Linked DNA regions of Oryctolagus cuniculus: region 2 is linked to region 1. The links are chromatin contacts, called in public Micro-C maps. All regions are on one chromosome and are shown on one strand. The core of a region is the stretch at or near the end of the contact, and the rest is flanking DNA. Distances in the headings are between cores, read along the strand shown.

Region 1 (5,099 bases), core at 771-3,270:
CTCTATTTATCACTAAGTTTATCTCTTACCAGGACCAGTCCTTTTCCCCACAGTCTGCTCTTTTAGACCCAGTTCCAACTACCTACAAACCTTCTCTGATGAGCTCAGCCCTCTGAAAGGGGATTTTTGTAACCAGAGCCTCACAAATGAATATGTAATTCAATTTCTCTTAAATTGTTGGCTCTTGTTTTAGATGAATTAGTCATATTTTGAAACTAATTTTTAAAGATTTATTTATTTACTTACTTATTTATTTGATAGGCAGAGTGACAGAGGGGGAGAGGAAGGAGGGAGGGAGGGAGAAAGGGAGAGAAATACATCTTCCATTTACTGGTTCACTCCCCAAATGGCCACAACAGCTGGGGCTGGACAAGGCCAAAGCTAAGAACCAGGAACTCCATCTGGATCTCCCACATAAGTGGCAGGGATTTAAGTACTTGAACCACCATCAAATGTTTCCCAGGCCCATTAGCCAGGAGATGGATTAGAAGTGGAGTAGCCAGGGACTTGAACTGGCACTCCTATATGGTGGCCACAACACCCACCTCAAAACTAGATTTTGAAGTGTCTTTCTTAAGACAGATTTTTTTTTTGTTCCATTTCTTTTCCCTTTTAAGACTTTTGTTCATCTATTTTCATCCTATCCACTGGTCCACTTCCCAAATGCCTGCAACAGCGAGAGCTGAGCCAGGCTAAAGTCAGGAGCCCAAAACTCAATCTGGGTATCCCAAATAGGTGGCAGGGACCCAAGTACTTGAGCCGTGACCTGCAGACTCCCATGTTGTACATGAAAAGGAAGCTGGTCAGAAGCCAAACCCAGGCACTCCAATATGGCATGTGGGTGTCCCAAGTGGTGACTTAACAACCATGCCAAATGCCCACCATGACTTTTAAGTGTCTTGAGAGCAAGAAGGCAACATAGTTCAGATGTCTCTGTCCCACTGACACTACTGGCTCATGTAAGTACTCACCCCACTTGCTGGGTAGACTGAAAGTTAGAGGAAGACCAGAGAGCCTTTAAAGACATTTTGCCCCTTGGATTTCTTGGCCAGAGAACACTATCATCAGGGTGAAACTCTCTCAAGGATACTGAGAAATCCTGGGGGTAGTGGAGGCATATCACGTATCCAGAGCAGCCAAGCAGGCAACATACATATCTAAACCAAGAGCCAGCATACAGAAGCGCTGGAACCTGGGCTGAACTGGAAGACATCTGTCCTACCTAATAGCTTCCAAAATTCAGATTAAAAAAAAATAAAGATATACGAAAATTCCTCAGGCAAACAGCACACATACAATCAAAAATAGCAGCTAGTTTTTGAGGTGTAGTTGGAAGTAGCCACTAATCCATCTCTGCAGGCATTCTTCTCCCCAAGCAGACAGAATGCTATGACCTGGGTAGCATCAGCTCTGGAAAACCAAGCCTTGGACAGAGTACCAGCAGTGGACCACATGGACCATTCTTCCATGGAAGGCAGCGTTTACAATCTCTTTCCATCCATAAGGTCACACAGGGTAGATACAGTGGCCTTGGCCTTTTCCTGCCACATCAGCCCTGTCCCCTCTTCTTGAACTAATGTTTTCTGATCACTCACTGCCAGAAACATCAAAGCTTTCTATATGCAAGTCACTACCAGTCCTGCCCTCCCCAACTGCTGTGTGCTACTCAGGAGTATTTCCAGAACAGGAGGGAGAGTTGATGGGGGTTCCTCTGTCCCAGACACTCTTTCTCACAAAGGTGCTAAAGCACTCAGTTTCCTGAGGACAGGTAACCATTGCTGAAAAGGAGAGAACTGAGCCATCAGGCTGCTGGAGGGGGTGCAGGGTGAAGAGAAGGTGGGAAGCAGGCACTGCTTGTGGGTGTGGCACCTTCACTCCACGCTCTGTAACCCTTACAGAAAACCAGACACCCTCAACTACAGACCGAATCACCACATGAGCTTCCCTATGACACAGCCTTACAAGGCAGGAGGGCTTTGTGATGCAGTCTGGGAGCCTGGTTCTGCCCTCTGTGAGGCGGACATGACAAGACCAAGACCTGGCATTGGGAACCATTAAGCACTAGGACCCTGATGCCTAGAGAGGGGGGTGCCTGGTCTCCTCATGCTAATGAGGCTGAGACCATGTTGAACCCTACTTTTGTTCTGTGGGATGCTGGATATCCCTTGTATACCTACGGCTCCATCTTCATCCTTATCCTACTTCTCTGGCAAGTGAAAAGGAGTCAACATGGACTGACATTGGAATCTAAAAGGAGCTGCTGCCAGGTAGGGGAGCGCTGACCCTGCGGAACTAATGCAAGCCTCGGTTAAGAAGCTTGAAGTTCTCAGGGTGTCTCCTTATTACTCCCACCTTCACCCCTATTTTATGCCATATGATCAGTTACCTTTGGAATTTTCTTCTCAGAGTCCTGAGTTCCTGGCCAGGCCGCCCTCCCTGCAACACATTCTAATAGAAAAGTGGAGAACCCTTCCACTTGGTTTCCGTTAACAGCTAGATGCTATGAGGTCTACCTCACTGGATCTTAACAGGCTCCCACTGCAGATGCTTTTCTGTCCTGTAGACTTCGTAGCAGAAGTTCTGTTGCTGTTAGAATCATTTACCTGTTAATTTGCTCCACTTTTCCTCTTGGGTCATCCTAAACTCCCTACAGAGCTTGTCATGGCATAGGGACAGGAAGTATGTAAAATAGAGAGCCAAGAGAATGTCAGAAATATGCAGAGGAGGGAAAAGTGGGGGTAAAGAAAGTGGAGTATAGGGAAAGGAAATGTTGTACAGGGTATAAAATACAGATAGAGATATAGAAAGGGAGTGGGAAGTGATTATATGAGTGTTGTCTCATCTAGGACATGAAAACAGAAATGGTGCCCCAGCTTCACATTCTAATGTTTTTGTCTTTAAGCGTCACCGAAAAGTCAGGCAAAGGGCCAGAGATGCAGCATCAAGAGGTAAAGTCTTCCTCTCTCCTCTGACTCCCTTCTACTGTGGGTGAAGTACCCACGGTTCCTGTCCCTTCATGACACCTGGTGCCAGGAGTCAGTGCTCTAACCACTGAAGGCTCCCACTTACCAAACTGACAACTTCCACAGAGGACTTCCATGGGTTGGAAATAACAACGTGGGAATGTTCCCCAATGCTCTGTTTTTCCCCTGGGAATCAAGAATTGAGGAAAGAGAACAGATGCCCTTAACTATTTGATTTACTAGTTTTACAATCCTGTGGAAGTCACACCATCTCTCAGTCTTGTTCTCCATAAAATGGGTATAATAGCAATGATCTCACCTCACTCACAGGGCAAAGGCCCACAACACAAGTTGTGATTAGATTGTATGTGGACATGCCTGAGAGCATTGATAGTTGGGTATTTCAGTCTGCTCTGGTTGAGTCATAGGTCTCTAGCTTCCTCTGGGATAACCCTGACACTCTCCCATGGTCCATAAAACTCTTTCCTGGTTCCTCAGCTAGAAGACTTTCCCAGGAAGAAGCTGAGAAGCCGCGGGAGCTGATCTCAGTCATGAAAAGGTGATCTCCATCTCCTGCTCTTTTTGGTCTCCCAACTTTGAGTCTGGCCTGTGATGATATCTTGGCTTGGCCTGGGGCAGAGATGAGGAGAGGGATAATGGCTGGGTGGGAGACACACACAGTGCAGGCTGGTTCACTAATGAGAAGGTTGCCTGGGCAGAGTAGAGTTGACATGTCTCAGGAGGGAAGGGTCACCCAATTGCACTCAGTGCTATGGCGAAAGTAGTTCTGGAACTCGGGATTTGTCTAGTGCATAATTCATAAAGGATGCTACAGGGGACTGCACTCAGACATGAGACACGTCGTTCAGTCCAGAGAATGGATTTTGCATATTAAGAAATCATCATTGCCATATTCTCTTTATAACCACACCCTTCCAAAGGAATACTCCTGAGTCTGGCTGGATGTAGGTCTGGCTGTTACCTGTTATGGTTCTGTCTTCAGGGAGCCAGTTCCTAGGACAGACCTCAGACAGGAGTCTATCATCTTATCTCGTCCTTAAGATCTGTAGAGAACAGGATTGGTTCCCAAGAGATGCTGGATATAGCAGCAAGAACACCAGATACTCCCAGAATGCAGAGTTCCAGAGGCCCTCGTTTCCCACAGTTCAGATGTTCTGATATCAACCAGGCTTAGGCTTTCTTTGCCTAAAATGAGCCTGATCAGGTTTTACTGGCCGCATTTCTGGTGATGGCCTACCAGCCAACTGCTTGGATTTCCCTCTGCCTGATTCCTTTCTCTTATTTTAGCTTCTCAATGAGGTCAGCAGAAAAGTGAATCAAATTTCAAATCCTCTCTGAAGACCATTCCCTCCCATGGCTTGACTGAGACCTTGCCTAACAAACCCCTGACCCTCAACCCAACCCATTACACTTTGCCAAACGGCATTTTCTTAGGAAGACACACAGCAGGGCAGACAGCCAGAGGGTGTAGGTCACTTGCAAGACCAGGGGAGGGCAGTGCCAATCCCCAGCCTCACTCCTCCAAGGAGGCAGAGGTCACGCCATCATTAACAACGGCTGTGTTTCCCTCCCCAGCCAGGGCTGGCTTCCGGAGGAGGAAGGTGTGCGGCGGCTCCTGTGCACGGATCGCTCCTGCCACATCTGCAATTCTGCGGCTCTGGAGATTCACCAGCTGCTGGAGGGTGAGCACGTCCAGGTCTCCCCCGCTCCACCAAGGCCACCTCAGGACTCTTCTTGTCTGGAGACCGTGTCCACATCCAGTGTGTCCTTGGGACACAGTCTGGAGCGTCACACGGAGTACTCTGGAGAGCTTTCACTGGTACCTGTAATCCCAACAGTGGTACAAGTCACAGAGTCAGAATTCTTACTCCAGTCGGCGGCCCAGTCAGCAAGTGCAGTCAGCATCCGAGAATACTGGGCTGACTTTGACTACCTCCAGCTAGAGCAAGAATGTCAAGTGCCAGCGATGATCTTGGCTCCAGAGGCCATGGCCTCTTCCAGGCTCGAGGAGCCCAGCGTGCCAGAGCAGCTGGAGGAGACGACGGGGCACTTCTCCAGCCTTGTCCGTGAGGAAGAAGAATACCAGCACTTGAAGTCCCAGGTCTCTTTGCTGTC
Region 2 (5,046 bases), core at 1,231-3,730, 73 kb before region 1:
CTTCCAGGATCTCACAGCCCAGCGGGGACACGACGGAGACCCAGGTGCTTTGTGTTCAGGTGGAGGCCAGTGAGAACAACCCCAGCCTGGAGGAATCCTGGAGCTCTGAGCCCCAAAGCCTAGGCAAGAGCAAGGACTCAGCCCCACTCCCCATGATGCCTAAGAAGAGAGAGGACTCAGGGAAACTCAAAGGAGCAGGAGACCATGGGGAAGGAGATGCAGGGCTTGGGCCCTCCTTACCCAGAGAAGAAAGACATTCTGTTGAAGGCCAGAGGCCAGCAGGGACGCCTCTGAACAGGACACCTCGAGGCTCCTGGCGACGGAGCCATAGCTTTCATTTTGCTGATCCCTGTCAACACAGACCCCAGAATCACCCTCAGCTTAAGGCCCCAGAGCTGCCTCCAGGAGTCTCTGGGGGGAAGGCATCAGAGGATGGCCTGCAAGCTAGTCACACCAAGCTAAATGTTGTTCTCAAACCAGCAAGGACTCTTGAGAATGCCCAGCCTGTGCTGGCGCAGGCTTCCCACGGCCAGCCTCTCCGAGGCCAACGAATTCAGGGTAAAGCTTGGCAGGGCCACACGTGGCTAAGTCTGCTTTTTGAGGGGCAGGGGAAGCCAGCCCACCCGCACAAGAGGCCCAGCTCTCCAGAGGCCAGCTTGTTAAATAAGATGAAATCCTTTCTGTATTTTTTTAACTCCAAGACGAAAGGCAAAGGGTGTTTGGAATCCACATTTTCTGCAGCTGAGAAAGTGGCCAAAAGCAGAAAAGAGAATGTTGAGAAGAGCCTGGCTCCAGCCAGAAGCCCCAAGAGGAGAACTAAGACGGACAAGCCAGCAGGACACCCCAAGGCCCAGTCATGCCCCACGGAGAAGCTGGGGGGCTCGGCTTTCCTGAGGGTTTCCCATTCCCCAGACGCTAAGCTCCGGCTCCGCTCCCAACACCAGGGCTCTGCCTCAGTCCCGGCCCTTCCCCGCCACTGCCCTCGGCACTGTCCTCGAATGGCCCGTGCCACCCAACCAGGGAACACTCTTAGCTCCCAGCCCTACCTCAGACCAAAACACTGGTCTGCCCATGAAGACAAGGAGTAAGAACCTATAGGTGCCCCCAATCCCCACATCCCTTGAGGAGGACTGCTATTGTCATTTCCATTAAGGCACAGGTGGGCAGAACCCCACCCAAAATATACTCTATGTCTCTAAGCCAAGGGTTGTCTGTCTCCTCCTTGTCTCCACTGTATTTTGCTAAGGGAATGCTCGAGAAAGGCTGTAAAGTCCTTCCCACCTAGAGAAAAGCTTCAACCCACAGCTCAAAAGGGTCATTTTTGATAACTTTCATAGTGACCTCTTCTAGAGGGGGATTCTTTTGTGTTTAACCATAACACACAGGTAATTTTACAGATGTCCAAACAAAATGATAGACTCCATCCTGTATGTTCCCTGCTGGTACGGGGAAGATCTTTAGGAAAACCCTTCTAGGAGCCTGCTGCAGCCTACTGCCATACTGCTTTCAGCTGTATGGAATTAATGCCTCCTGGAAGAAAGACCACAGTAGGAAATGGAATGGCCCCACTCCAAGGGAGAGGTAAAGAAAATGAGCATGTATTTGGAGGTCTGTGTACCTAGGACAAAAACTGACAGGCTCTTGACCAGGACATGATACGGGAGCAAATTTATTTTTCTTGACACTAAAACAAACCTATAGCTAGAAGACAAACCCAAAATCCAAGTGCTTTGGAGAAGCCAGCAAACACCAAAGTGGTGTTTGTTTTCCATTAGTGTGATAAACGGCAGTAAGTTGAACAATGAAGCTTCTAAGAAACAGCCAATAACATAAAGGGTTATTCAATCCTCCAAGTTACTTCCAGGAACTCTGATACACCCCTGCTGCTGTGTCCTATTTCTATACTACCTAACAGCCAAGTACCTCACCACCATTCTCACTCCTGAATATGTATTCATGATAAGCAATGGTGCTAAACTAAATGAGCTAAATGACCTCCCAGGATTTTCCTGGTACCTTCCCGTTAAGAGGATGACTCCTTTACTCCCAAAAACCATACCACATAAGCCTGACAGCTCTAGTCCTTGGTTCCTGCCATTCTTCAGTCTATCTCTTCACTTCTTCCATTCATTTCCTCATTATGACCCACTGCATTTTGAGATGCAAACAATTCATCTTGACTTCAAAAGAAGACTTTAAGTCTTTTGTAGTGTTCTATAACCAGCCACAGACAGTGATCAAAAATCTAGAATTTAATGACATGTGAGTCTCTAACCACCAGATGAGACTCTGGTCCCTTTGCCTTTCTCTGGGAATGCCAAACATTTTTCTATTTCAGGGAACTATCTCTTTATCTTTAAGGAAAATATTATGTGCAATTCTCTGAAACTGCTGGAATAAAATGAAAGTATCCTAGGAGGAGGCTGAGAGGCAAGCTGAGAGCTTTAAGCCCAACTATTTCCTGCCCACATTCCTCCTCACACAGACTATATGAAGTCTCTCCTATATTTCTGCTTTAGGAGGCCTCTTGCATAATGTAAGATATTTCTTACAGTTCTTTCTTGCCATCTGTTCAGTCCAGCCTGAACTCCCACCTGCATCACCATCATTAGGTGAGTGATCCACCATCAAAGGCAGTCTCAATAAACCTCAGCACACAGTCAGATGTTTTCATGGTGCCCATCATACTCACATCCCCTTGAATCTTTGAGGAGGCCTCAGTGGACCCTGTCTCTCCTTCTTCAGTTACCTGGGTGGGGCAACACTGGTTTCCCTGGAGGGAAAACTAGAACCCCTGACCTTTTAAGGAGGCCATGACAGAACAGCAGAGCTCAAGGATATGCTTGCCCCACTCAGCAGAAGATTAAGTATGAGTAAAAGATTTAGGTCATCCTCTTCCCTTTGGAAGGAAACTTCTGGTTGAATTGGCCTAGAGAATATAACTCCATCTGGGTCTCCCACATAGGTGTCAAGGGCCCAGGTACTTGTACCATCCTCTGCTGCTTTCCCAGGCACACTACCAGGGAGCTGGATCAGAATTGGAATAGCTGAAACTCAAACCAGTATCATACGGGATGCTAGAGTCATAGACAGCAGCTTAACCCACTGTACCACAATGCTAGCCCCAATTTTTTATAAAGGCACTTATTTAACTTTTGCTTGGATACTTTATCCTCTCCTCTCCTTCCTCCCCCACTCCTCCTCCTTGTCCTCTTCTTCTTTTTTGTAACAGAGAAGATAGTCAGTCAGCCACATAAAATGAGGACCATCATAAGAATAGGCACAGGAACAGAGGTGATGCTGTGACTAGATTGAAGAGAAAATAGAAAGCGAGCAATTGGTGATTGTGTGATAATTTCTTCAAGTTTTGTTCCACAGAAAGAAAGGAAAATAAAGAAATAGCTGGAAGGGAATTTGGAATCCAAAGAGTGATTTTTTTAAAGATGAGAGAATATGTTGGATGTTGATGAAAAGGTCCAGCTGACAGGGATGAACTGATAATGTAAGAGAGGGAAGAATTACTAAAGCAATGAATATGTTAGTATAGAGGTAAGAGAATGAGGGTAATTAAATCAAGAGGGTTGATATGTGGGTGATAAAGAGAAGACAGCATTATTGAGGGAAGGCTTCATGGATTAGGAGAAGGAAAATTTATTCTATAAATAAGTGTGAACAAAACCTGGGTGGGTAAATAAGGACCTAGGAAGGGATCACAGCTGTGGGTAGGGAGTAAGCGTACAGAGAACCAAAGCTAGAGAGCTGGAGGTCACCACAGAAGCTTTCTATGAGGGCCTGAGGAGTTCATGGCAGCATGAAAGCCCAGGTAGACATGCAAAGGTGACTGGAATGACTGCACGTGTGTGTGAAGCAGGTGCATTTGGAACACTATGATTCACATAGGAAGCACACTGAGGATGAAGCCTTGCTCATGAGCAGGGGTGACCATAGAGAAAACTCTAAATGTGTAGGGTCAGAGCAAGAATATGTTGCTGAAGACAAATAGGGCAGGGATGACATGCTAAGGCTCAGTGAGAAACAGGAGATTTTAAGGGTAGTAGGAGAAAACTAGAAAGCTGGAAGACAGAGAAGATAACATGAGCACATGGGATGGACCTCTATTTTGGCAATATAATATCTCTCAAAAGTAGTAGTCTCCTTATAAGAGCTGGAGTAAAAGCAAGAAATGCTGTGGCTTCATTATGATGTGTTATGATGGACATGGGGATAATCGGTCCCCATGAAAATCCAGGCTCAATCACCGTCTTATCAAACCAGGAAGTAGTGGCAGACTTGCTTCCTCTGATAGGACCCCAGCATTTAATAAAATAGTCCACTGCTAGGATACAGAAGGGCAATGGATGTATCCCTCTGCTAAATGTTGATTCTGTGCCTAAGGGATGGAGGCCCAGTTGCAAATGTGGCCCTGAGGGCAGGGAGGCACAAGGTCCAGCCTTGCTGAGCCAAGACTCTCCAGGTGTTTTCCTAAAGCATCCCAAAGAACAAAGGAGGTCTTGTGACAGGCACATCCTTTCTGCCTGGTAGGAGCTGGGTAGAGAGCCACAAAGCCAAGGGACCACAGGGAGGCCCAAAATAAGGGGAACTGACTCAGATGTGTCATGGTGACATCATGTAGGAAGTCAGGGTTAGTGTGCAAACATCCGGGTTAGGGTGGAATAGGTCCATCTATAGTCTCTCACAGGTTCCTACTACAATAGGCCAGCATGGGCTCATGCTGCTGACCAAACTCCCACAACAGAGGGCTGAGGGCAGAGAGATGAACTGGAGTGAATACCAACTGGATTTTATGTTACCAGCTAAGTGAAGAGTAGGAGAAGAAAGGAGTAGAGCCTATGATTCACACAAGAAGCACATGGAGGGGGAAGCCTGGCCCTCTCATCCCATAACTCTAGCATAATCCACCCTCCTACTTGCCTTAGGCACATGAGAGGCAAATCAGAAGGCAGCAAAGGCCTAATGAAAGGCACAAACTCAAGAATTGACTAAAAGAAGAGGTAGATGCTAGGAAACACGACTGCTTGCTGGGGA

Evidence for each region. Hi-C and Micro-C count contacts between places; a contact is called where the count stands out from the background.
Region 2: a contact with region 1 is called in a Micro-C map of ear pinna, with 11 times the contacts expected there. The contact joins the enhancer-like site here to the promoter of LOC100347619 in region 1. A contact is called at or near these places in 2 of 6 Hi-C or Micro-C datasets (ear pinna and an unstated tissue).

What each region holds. Positions count from the first base shown.
Region 1 is chr1:197,756,053-197,761,151 of mOryCun1.1, reverse strand. LOC100347619 (protein SPATA31F1) reads left to right here and starts at 2,020. Exons shown (of 5, transcript XM_002707935.5): 1 at 2,020-2,267; 2 at 2,903-2,948; 3 at 3,462-3,522; 4 at 4,560-5,099. The coding sequence starts at 2,073.
Region 2 is chr1:197,829,710-197,834,755 of mOryCun1.1, reverse strand. It overlaps LOC100347365 (protein SPATA31F1), which reads left to right. Exons shown (of 5, transcript XM_051844409.2): 5 at 1-1,204. The coding sequence ends at 1,088. Among named protein-coding and RNA genes, the nearest start is that of PHF24, 50 kb to the left of the region's middle. Within about 2 kb of position 2,480, at least 1 of the 8 cell types and tissues checked has an H3K27ac peak or open chromatin away from gene starts, as enhancers often do.